Linked DNA regions of Mus musculus: region 1 is linked to region 2. The links are chromatin contacts, called in public promoter capture Hi-C maps. All regions are on one chromosome and are shown on one strand. Each heading gives the region's core, a stretch centred on a gene start, on an enhancer-like site or on the middle of the called end of the contact. The rest is flanking DNA. Distances are from core to core; before and after follow the strand shown.

The links. Promoter capture Hi-C pulls out the DNA fragments that hold promoters and counts their contacts.
Region 1: a contact with region 2 is called in a promoter capture Hi-C map of pre-B cells, with 2.4 times the contacts expected there. The contact joins the promoter of Zfp618 here to the promoter of Zfp37 in region 2. A contact is called at or near these places in 3 of 39 promoter capture datasets (cranial neural crest, liver and pre-B cells) and 1 of 9 other capture datasets (liver).

Annotation. Positions count from the first base shown.
Region 1 is chr4:62,964,189-62,968,508 of GRCm38.p6, forward strand. Zfp618 (zinc finger protein 618) reads left to right here and starts at 1,379. Exons shown (of 15, transcript NM_028327.1): 1 at 1,379-1,518. The coding sequence starts at 1,486.
Region 2 is chr4:62,205,983-62,210,524 of GRCm38.p6, forward strand. It overlaps Zfp37 (zinc finger protein 37), which reads right to left and starts at 2,564. Exons shown (of 4, transcript NM_001290351.1): 1 at 2,347-2,564. The coding sequence starts at 2,379. Gm30451 (a long non-coding RNA gene) reads left to right here and starts at 2,942. Exons shown (of 2, transcript XR_390634.1): 1 at 2,942-2,983; 2 at 3,134-3,420.

The DNA of each region.
Region 1 (4,320 bases), core at 129-2,628, 760 kb after region 2:
ATTTACCAGGCTGGGGTTTGAAAAGTGGGGTTCTTCACTGTTTTTCTTCTACGGAGGGCCAAATTCCCACAGACTGATTCTTCCAGGAGAGTGGTGTCTTTAAAAACTAACTTGAAGGAAGAAGAAGGGTTCTAAGGGGACGGACAGTTCTAGAGCCCTTTCTGTTTAGAGGAGTTTGCTCTTTAAACTTTAAAAAGCTCCTACACATGTTTTCTTAAGGTGGAGTCAGAAAAAGCACCCGTTTAACTAGCCTTAATTTCCATAAAACAATCCTATCCTTATTTTTTTTTTCTCAAGGGAAGGGTAAGGAAACACATTGGTTCCTTTCTCATCTGATACATGGCAATTCTTCAACTTCTTATTCTAAAACTCAACTAGCTGTGGGAGAAGAATCCAGGGGTCTCTCTAGTTTTCATATAGGCCAGGTCTTTCTGATTTATTATTTTTAAGTCTATTTTGGGAGTAGGAGGACAGAAACAAACCCTTAAGTCTTCCTAAGTCATAAAGAGGAAGCTCTCATATAAGAAACATTTTGTATTTTTATAGTTTAGGACTTTTGAAAGAGCAGGCCTCTTTAACCTTTCAGTTCAAGTAAGAGGGATAAGTCAAAATTTTCCTTTTCTAACTGGGGGGGGGGGGGGGGGGAGGGGCTGACCCTTGTTCAACCTTCAACATCTCCTTCCATAGGGTCAGGTTTTGTGTTTTTTTTTTTTTTTTAATACTTTTACTTTTTTTGGCGGGGGAGGGTAAAAAAGTGACTTCACTGACATCAAACAGAAGAGAGGCTCCTCAAATAGTAAATTTATATTCAGACTTGATGGGGGTTAGAGAGGGTCCCCTTGGCCCTCAGTTCTCAAACTTATCTGCGAGGACGGGGAGGGGGGAGCTAGGTATAGCCTAGGCTACCGAATATTCCCAGGAAGCTTTCCAGTTTCGTTCCTCAAAACTTTTATTTAAAAAAAAAATCGATCTGATTTGGGGGGGGGGGAGAGCTTGTGGGGAGGGGAGAGGCGTTCCCATTAACCCCTTCTGTCCCACCAGAGGCCGCTCCCCAAAACTTTTCTGTGCCCCCACCTCCGCCCCACGCGAGCAAATGCCCCGCGCGCGAGGCTGGCGCGGGAAAGTTTGGGGGGCCGCCGGCGGCGCGGGGGACCGGCGGCTTTGTGTGAGGCGTGGGGCGTCGCGGAGGCCCGCGGCGGAGGCCGAGGAGAGGCCGGGGGCCCGCAGCGGCTCGGAGGCCGGCGGGGGCGGTGCGGGGCGCGGTGCAGCGCGGCGGGCGCGGGCCGGCGGGGCGATCTGCGGTCCCCGCGGCGGTCCCCCCCGGCGCCCCCGGCCCCCGCCCCCCGGCCCGCGCGGGGCGGGCGGAGGAGGGAGCGGCAGCAGCGGCGGCGGCGGCGGCGGCGGTGGCAGCGGCATTGTGCGCGCGGCGCAGCCCGGCCCGGGAGGAGCAGGACGCGCCGGGGCCGCCTCCTCCCGCACGGACCGATGAGCCAGCCGGACGGCGCGGCAGCTCCGCAGGTAACGCGGGGCCGGGGCGGGGGCCAGGGCGGGGGCCGCAGCAGCCCCGCGGGATGGCGAGCGCGGGCGCCGGCGGGGGGATCCGGAGTGGGGCCGGGCGGCCGGGGTGCGGGAGCGGCCCCCCGGGACGCTGCGGGGCGCGGGCGACGCGGGGGCGGCGGCCGAGGCTAATGGGGACCCCTCACCCGGCGTCCCCCGCCGCCCCCCGCGGCCCCCAGCTCGGACCGGAGCCCAGAAACAAAGCGGCGAGAGCACGGAGCAGCCATTGCAGTTTGGACAATTCAGATTTTGCGAAAATGCAACCTTCTTCCAGATCTCCCCCTCCCCCGAAATTTGCAATTTCCCCTTGACCCTCTCTGCTCTCATGGTCCTTGGTGACCCCCAGGAGAGCTTTCCTTCCAGGCCCCCAATCTTTGCAACAATCTTTTTTTTTTTTTTTTTTTTTTTTTTAAGGCCATATTTCCTTCTCTCAATTTTTTTTTCTAATTTTTCTTCAAACGGTAGTTTTTTCCCATTAAAACGACGCCACCTAGAGGATACTATTTTGTAAATAAAAAAAAAAAGAAATTAAAATTGAAAAGAAATATTTTTTATTTCTTATTTATTCCAAAGTTTCATCTACAAACTGGTGGATGTGGGAAAGATTCTTTTTTTCTATCTTTTTTGGAGTGAAAATTTTCACTTTGATCATTGAAAGGACATGGAGACAATTTTATTTCTGAAGCCAAATCCAGATAATATGTAAATGAAAATTAAGCTGGAATTTGAATGAATTCAATTCTTGAAGGGGAGAAAGCAAAAATACCTCCTAAAAGCAAAGGCAGTTTAGGTACCTAAGTTATTTTAATTTGAGTAAAAAAAAAATAGTAATTGGAATGAGAAAAGGGGGGAAATAGTTCAGTTTAGGGAAAGCTGGGAGAATTGGCTTTATGAAGCAATTAGAAATTGTGTTTCATTATAATTTGCGGCTTGTTTTGCTCCGTAGGCAAAAATGACTAATTTTGCCATTTGGCAGCGTTCAAAGTTTTTCCATTTCCAAGAAAGAAGGATTTAGGAGAGAAAATAGATCCTAAAATGTTGGCTTTGGACACACCCAAAAATTGTAGGTTTAAATTTTTACATTTACATTTTACTGCATTTAACTCCTGAGATTTTAAAGAAAAACAGAAATTGGAAAAGTTAGAGTGAAATCCTGCCGGTCTTTTTTCTGTTTTTTGTTATGTTGTGTGTGTGTATGTGTGTGTTGTGTGTGTTGTGTGTGTGTTTTGCTTTGATGGAATAATTATGACTGTTTCCTGATTTTGTTTGCTGCAAGGTCTAGGCATTTCTTGTTTTGTTGTTGTTTTATCTAGAAAATGTCAGGGACCTTTTCTTGAGCAATATTCAATGGAGAAAAATGTCAATTCATATATTGTGCAAACTGAGTAGCCCACAGAATTGTAGGAGAGGCCGCCATTAAAATAAGATATGCATAATTAACATTATTATGAAAAACTAACAGTGGATTCACAGAAGCCCATTTTTTTTTACGACACACAAGTGAATCAATTGATGGAGATAAGGATTAAAAAAAATCCTTGTTAAAGAGGAGAATTTGTCTTTCTCAATTTTGTTTTCTAGTCCAATTAGAGTATTATCATCAGTTCCTTTTTTAAAAATTCAGGTTGGCTTCAGGTTTCTTTGTGATGTGGGGTTGGATAATTCATTAATATTTTGCATTTTTCAAATTTTTTTTATTGCTGTCAAAAGAGAAGAAATCCATTAGCCTTGATCATTTGAAGATTGTGTGTGTGTGTGTTTTGAAGGGAGGGGATTTGTAACAACAACAGAAAATTCCACAAATTTTACTGACCCAGTAAGAAAAAAAGGTGGGAGAGAGAATGGCAGAGATGAAAATTCTGATTTGAATCCATCTTCCCTGGTAAGAACACTTTGCTGAAGAAATGAACTGAAACACCAACTCAGCTGTTTCTAGCAGGAAAATTTATTATTTTCTTTGAAAGAAAAACTAATCAGAATACACACAAAAGCCAAACCCAGAGATGCTTGCCTTGGGAATTTGAAAGCATTTTTTATAAACAATATTTTATGTGGAGGTTTTGTCCTTAAGATAAATCAAATGAAGGTGAAACAAAAAAAAAAAAAAGAGAAAAATTTTCAAGGGATAAATATTGACTGGATGGAAATTTGACACAAGAGAATAAGATCTGTTCTGAGATAAAGGGAAATTGGTGATGATTTAGGCTGATCGGATGTGCTGATTTTTTTTTTTTTTTGAGTAAAAAAAAAAAAAAAGTTCAAATTTTTCAAACCAAAAGGAGTGTGTTAGTTGGACTTGGGGGGACCTTGTAGACGTTGGGGTTGGAGCTATGATGGGTTACCTGGGGTGGGGATAGACCACTCTGGACCCGGGATCAACAGCTAGCGGGTGGTCCTGGACCTACCTCACCAATTTGTTTTATGGAAACTGGGTTTCTGAAGGGCTGCTAATTCTGTGGAATGAATTTAACATTGGCACAGGTTAGATAGTCCCCATCATCGCCGTAGCATTTGGGAAATTTAATTTAATTTAATTAAAAAAAAATTTTTTTTTGTTTTTGTAACAATCCTTCAGGGCTGACTGGCCACGTTCTGACATGTTTGGAATGAGCCTTTTTGTTGTTGTTTTGTTGTTTTCCTTTAAGTGCATAATTAAAATTTCTTCTCTTGAATTATTTAGGGCGATGTCTTGACAGTCGAGGAATTTATAATTTCAGAAGTTCTAGAGGCCTCGCGAGATAGTGGGCTCAAGTTGGCCAGGGC
Region 2 (4,542 bases), core at 1,314-3,813:
AAGCAAACCCAGGCATCCAAAAATCCTTTCCCAGTAGAGTCACACAGAACACACTAATTCCTTCAGAAACAAGTTTGGGGCACACATGTGAAATGGGTTGGAAAGCTCCAGCAAAGGTCCAAAGAGATTTTTACTGGGGGGGGGGGGGGGGCTGGGTTCTATCAGAACCAGCTACTTGCATATACAAAAATCCTACACTCCATTTCCTGAAGCCCAAAAGCTAATCTCAATCTCATTATCTATATTAATTCACCATGTTCACATTCAGATGTACTCTCAATGTGATTTAATTTTTCCAGTATAACTCCAAATTGTCACTATAATCTCTTGTCTTTGACCATTACAGTAAACTTCTGACCTCTGGCACCTACTTGACCTGTAGTTCATCTTCCATAGAGTAACCAGTGATGATCTTTTTGATGTATCAATCAGATCAAATCACTTCCTTGCTTAACCCCAGTGGTTTATACATCTAACATAGCCAATATGATCTTACATGATCTAGAAGCTTCTACCACTGATATCCTATTTTTCTACTTCCTCTGTGCGTGTTCCAGCCACAATTTTTTTTCTTTTACTATAACAGGAAGCTAATGTCTATCTTAAGGCTTTAGCAATTGACATTCTTCTTTGAATATTTTTGGATCTCTGCATTAACCACAGCCTATCATTGTGTTCAAATCAACTGCCATTTCTTTAAAGATTATTTTTAAATTTTATTTACATTTCTGTTTTGTTTTGTTTTGTTTAAAGATTGATTTATTTTATGTATATGAGTACACTGTTGCTCTCTTCAGACACACCAGAAGACGGCATCAGATCCCATTACAGATAGTTGTGAGCTACCATGTGGTTGCTGGGAATTGAACTCAGGACCTCTGGAAGAGCAGTCAGTGCTCTTAACCAGCCCCTGCTTTAAAGATTAACTTGAGAAACAAACACTTCCAAGCTTTACTCTCTACCACATCATCCTCTGTTACTTTCTTCATAGCAGTTACCTTTGCCTGGAATTATCTTACTTACACGGATATTTACATTTTATTGTCTCTTTTCTGTTTCTCAAATTTAAAAGGCAGACTCGGAGGTGGGGAAGGGGGAGGGGAGAGAGAGAGAAAGAGAGGAGAGAGAGAGAGGAGAGAGAGAGAGCGAAGTTGGGTGAAGAGATGTCTCAGTTGTTAAGAGCACTGGCTGCTCTTCCAGAGGACCTGGGTTCAATTCCCACCCACATGGCAGTCTGTAACCCCAGTTTCAAGGGATCCGACACCATCACACCAATGCACATACGATAAAATTAAATAAATTATTTTTAAAAAGAGACTGGCCCTATATGTTGCTACTTAAAATTCTCTGGCATAAAATAGGTGTTCATCTTATACTCTGTTTTACAATTTTCTAACCATTGACACTCAAATATCCCTCAGTCACTAACCTTCCTAAACCTCCTCTACATAGAAGTTCCCAATTACCATTCTTCACAGAACAGTCACTAACCTCCACTCAACTCCAGTGACCTTACAGAACCTTCTATCATAAAACCCTGAAAACTCACAAAGCCTTGGCCTCAGAGTCCTAGTCACAGAATCATAATAATTATTATTAATTCCTACCAAGAACCCCATCACTAAAGGGACAGTTAGGACTACTGATACCCTTTCTCCCTAGATGACAATCTGCCATCCAAATAGGCACTTCAATATAAGACTTCTTGTATTCCACCAACTGTCATCTGCTCATTAGCCTCCAGGTTCCCCCCTCACTGCCAGTCATAGCACACAAAACGAGGACTCTTAAAGACATTGCTTATTAGACTTCCAGAAATGCCACCATTACTGACCCCAAGGGCTCAAATTCTAATCCCCACATATTCCAAATGAACCAGTTCTCCAAATCTCAATACTGCCCCTCCCACAGTGCAGCCTGTAATCCCCAGTTACCTAAAACACCAGCTCCCAAGCAGTTCAAATTCTAATCCTTGTAGGGCTTCCCGTCTGTAATACATCACAAAGCCCTCATTTCAGATCTTGCTAGCTTTCCAGACCCAGACTCAGTCACTGTGACTATTACAGATGCCTCCCCGCTCCCAAGCATCACTTACCTAGACAGATCCGTCAAAATACTGATTTCCGAAAGTTACAGCAATCCCCAACTCCATATGCCCCCAATATCACGGGCACTTAATACTCCATATGCCCATAATACCCCAATACCTTGGTCCCTTAGAACACCGGCCTTCCCAAAAGACTATTCAACAACAACGCCACAGATTCTCAAATCTCGTCCACTAGGACTCCAGTCACCCTCCAATCACCGACAACCAAACCAACCCCAAGCCCTTACCGCCCTCACCGCATCGCTTTCCGCAGGCTCGGATGTAGCCATCTCCTCCGGACGCCTGGCTTTGTCCGCACTCCTCCGATCCAGCGCCTCTGGCTTTGTCAGGTCCTCGATGGAGTCAGAGGCCGATATGGCGGCCACCCCGGGCACCGCTTCAGAGGGTCCGGGGGCTTCGATGGCGGAGACCTGCGGAGATTGCTTGTGGGCGCGGCCATCTTGGCATGGACCCCGCCGTACAACGGAGGCGCGGGCGCCTCTGGGATCACTGTGCCGGCAGGGCTGGCGATTCGTGAGTCCTGGTTCCCGGAGCTGCGACGTGTCCCAGGCAGGAAGTGCTCAGAGGAGCTGCTGCGCGGGACACGCACCCCAGACCTAAATTCGGGAGGCGCGGGGAGGCCTCGCCTCGGGGGTTCTGTTACAGAATTCGGAATTACTTTTCCAAAGGGTTTTCCAGTTGCGGTTGCCGGGGAAACCCGGGAAGCAGGATGAGGAATCCAGAAAGAGAAAGAAACCAGAAAAGCTGGTCTAGACTAGTAACGTTGACTTACAGAGAGAAGACATTTATCGCTAAGACATAGCAAAAATTCTTTGGATTACTGTTATAATGGAGAGGGGAGGGAAGAGGCCGACAGCGAACACGGCACTCCTGGTGAGAGCCCAGCACTGGTGAAGACATTTCCTCAGAACTGCACAGCTGTTAAAATGACTTCTCAGTGCACTACTTAACAAGCTCATTGCGTTTACTCAACAGTTTTTATGTAGAATTTTTGATATGTAAATATGTACAATCCATGTGCAGGATGAAGAACAGGACTACACAACCTTCATCCCCCTCCTCAGTTTGGATTCGCAGTAGGGCAGAGATGGTGAGATTACTGCAAATGCGTGGTTTCTCATTGATTGACTCAACACCCCTATTGGAAAATGGATCCAGTGAGGAGACTGCCTGCAATCCCATTACGCAGGAAGCAGGGGCAGTGTTTTCAAGACTAGCCTTGTTATATAGAGTGAACTTGAGGTTAGCGTGAGCTATCCAAAGCACTTGTCTCAAAAGGGCAAAATAAAATAAGGGTTTTTATAGCTTTATTCAATGTACAGCGGGAGAAAGAACAGAACTGATTTGTGGGGGCCAGAGTATAAATATAAGAGTTAGTTCTCTCTTTATGGGGATCCAGGGACTTCACTCCGTTCTCCAGACTTACCTACCACAATGGTTGCTATTTACACTCCGAGCCTTCTCACAGGCACTAACATTTTAAGCTGTTGCTGTTTTTCCTGAAGTCCCCTTCTGAAAACAGAACCTAGGGCCTTGTGCTTACTAGGCAACTAACTACTCTGTACTGAGCTAAAGCCCAAAGCCCAAATTAAAAACAAACAAACCTGTTTTGCATGCCGCCCCCGCCCCCGCCCCCACCCCCACCCCGTCTGCTTGTCTCCCTTAGTTTCACCTCCAGTTCTTGAGCCTCTGGTAATGGGGTATCCACCAGAGAAGACTGCTCAGACATGGGTTCAAGCCAACAGAAAAGCTAGCCAGTGACTTCCCTGGGTGTTTGGGATCCCAGTGTAACACTGAGCCTTCCTCGGGATGTGCTTTTAAGTACAAAAAAACATGTTCTGGGTTGACATATTTCAGCTAACAAGAACAGTTAGCCAGAAACAGAACTGCAGAAGCAAAAAAGCAAGGAACTTAGAGTTTGTATACATAGCACCAGACCAACCTCCAACACTTTCTTTAACCTTTCTCACCTTCCTCCCCCCGCAACCCCCCCACCCTGCCTTCCCCCCTCCCCTCCAGGAGAGAAATGATAAATGAGGAGCGAGGGGTGAGGGGAAGAGAGATCCTCAAATCTAAACTTTGCTTTGTTTCTTCCCTGACCACTACCAATAGCAACCTGTAGGCAGCACCCTAAATCCACCGAAATACCAATAACTACCTACCCCACCTCTTGGGAATGAGGGCATTGTGTTTCTTGCTGTCTGATGGCAATGGCATCTTTGGATGAAAATTGGGATGTTGGCCAAGTCCTGGGAGAGTTGGTTGTTTCGTTTGCTGTCCAGGAAAGAGCATGCCTTACTGAGGCAGTCTGAGAGGCTAGACCACCTGCAGCCAGCTGCTTTGACTTCATTGGTTTGTTCAAGTGCTGATTTCTGTGCCCAGAGATCTAGTTGCAGTCTGGACTTAGGACTCAGTATTTTGTAAAACAGTTT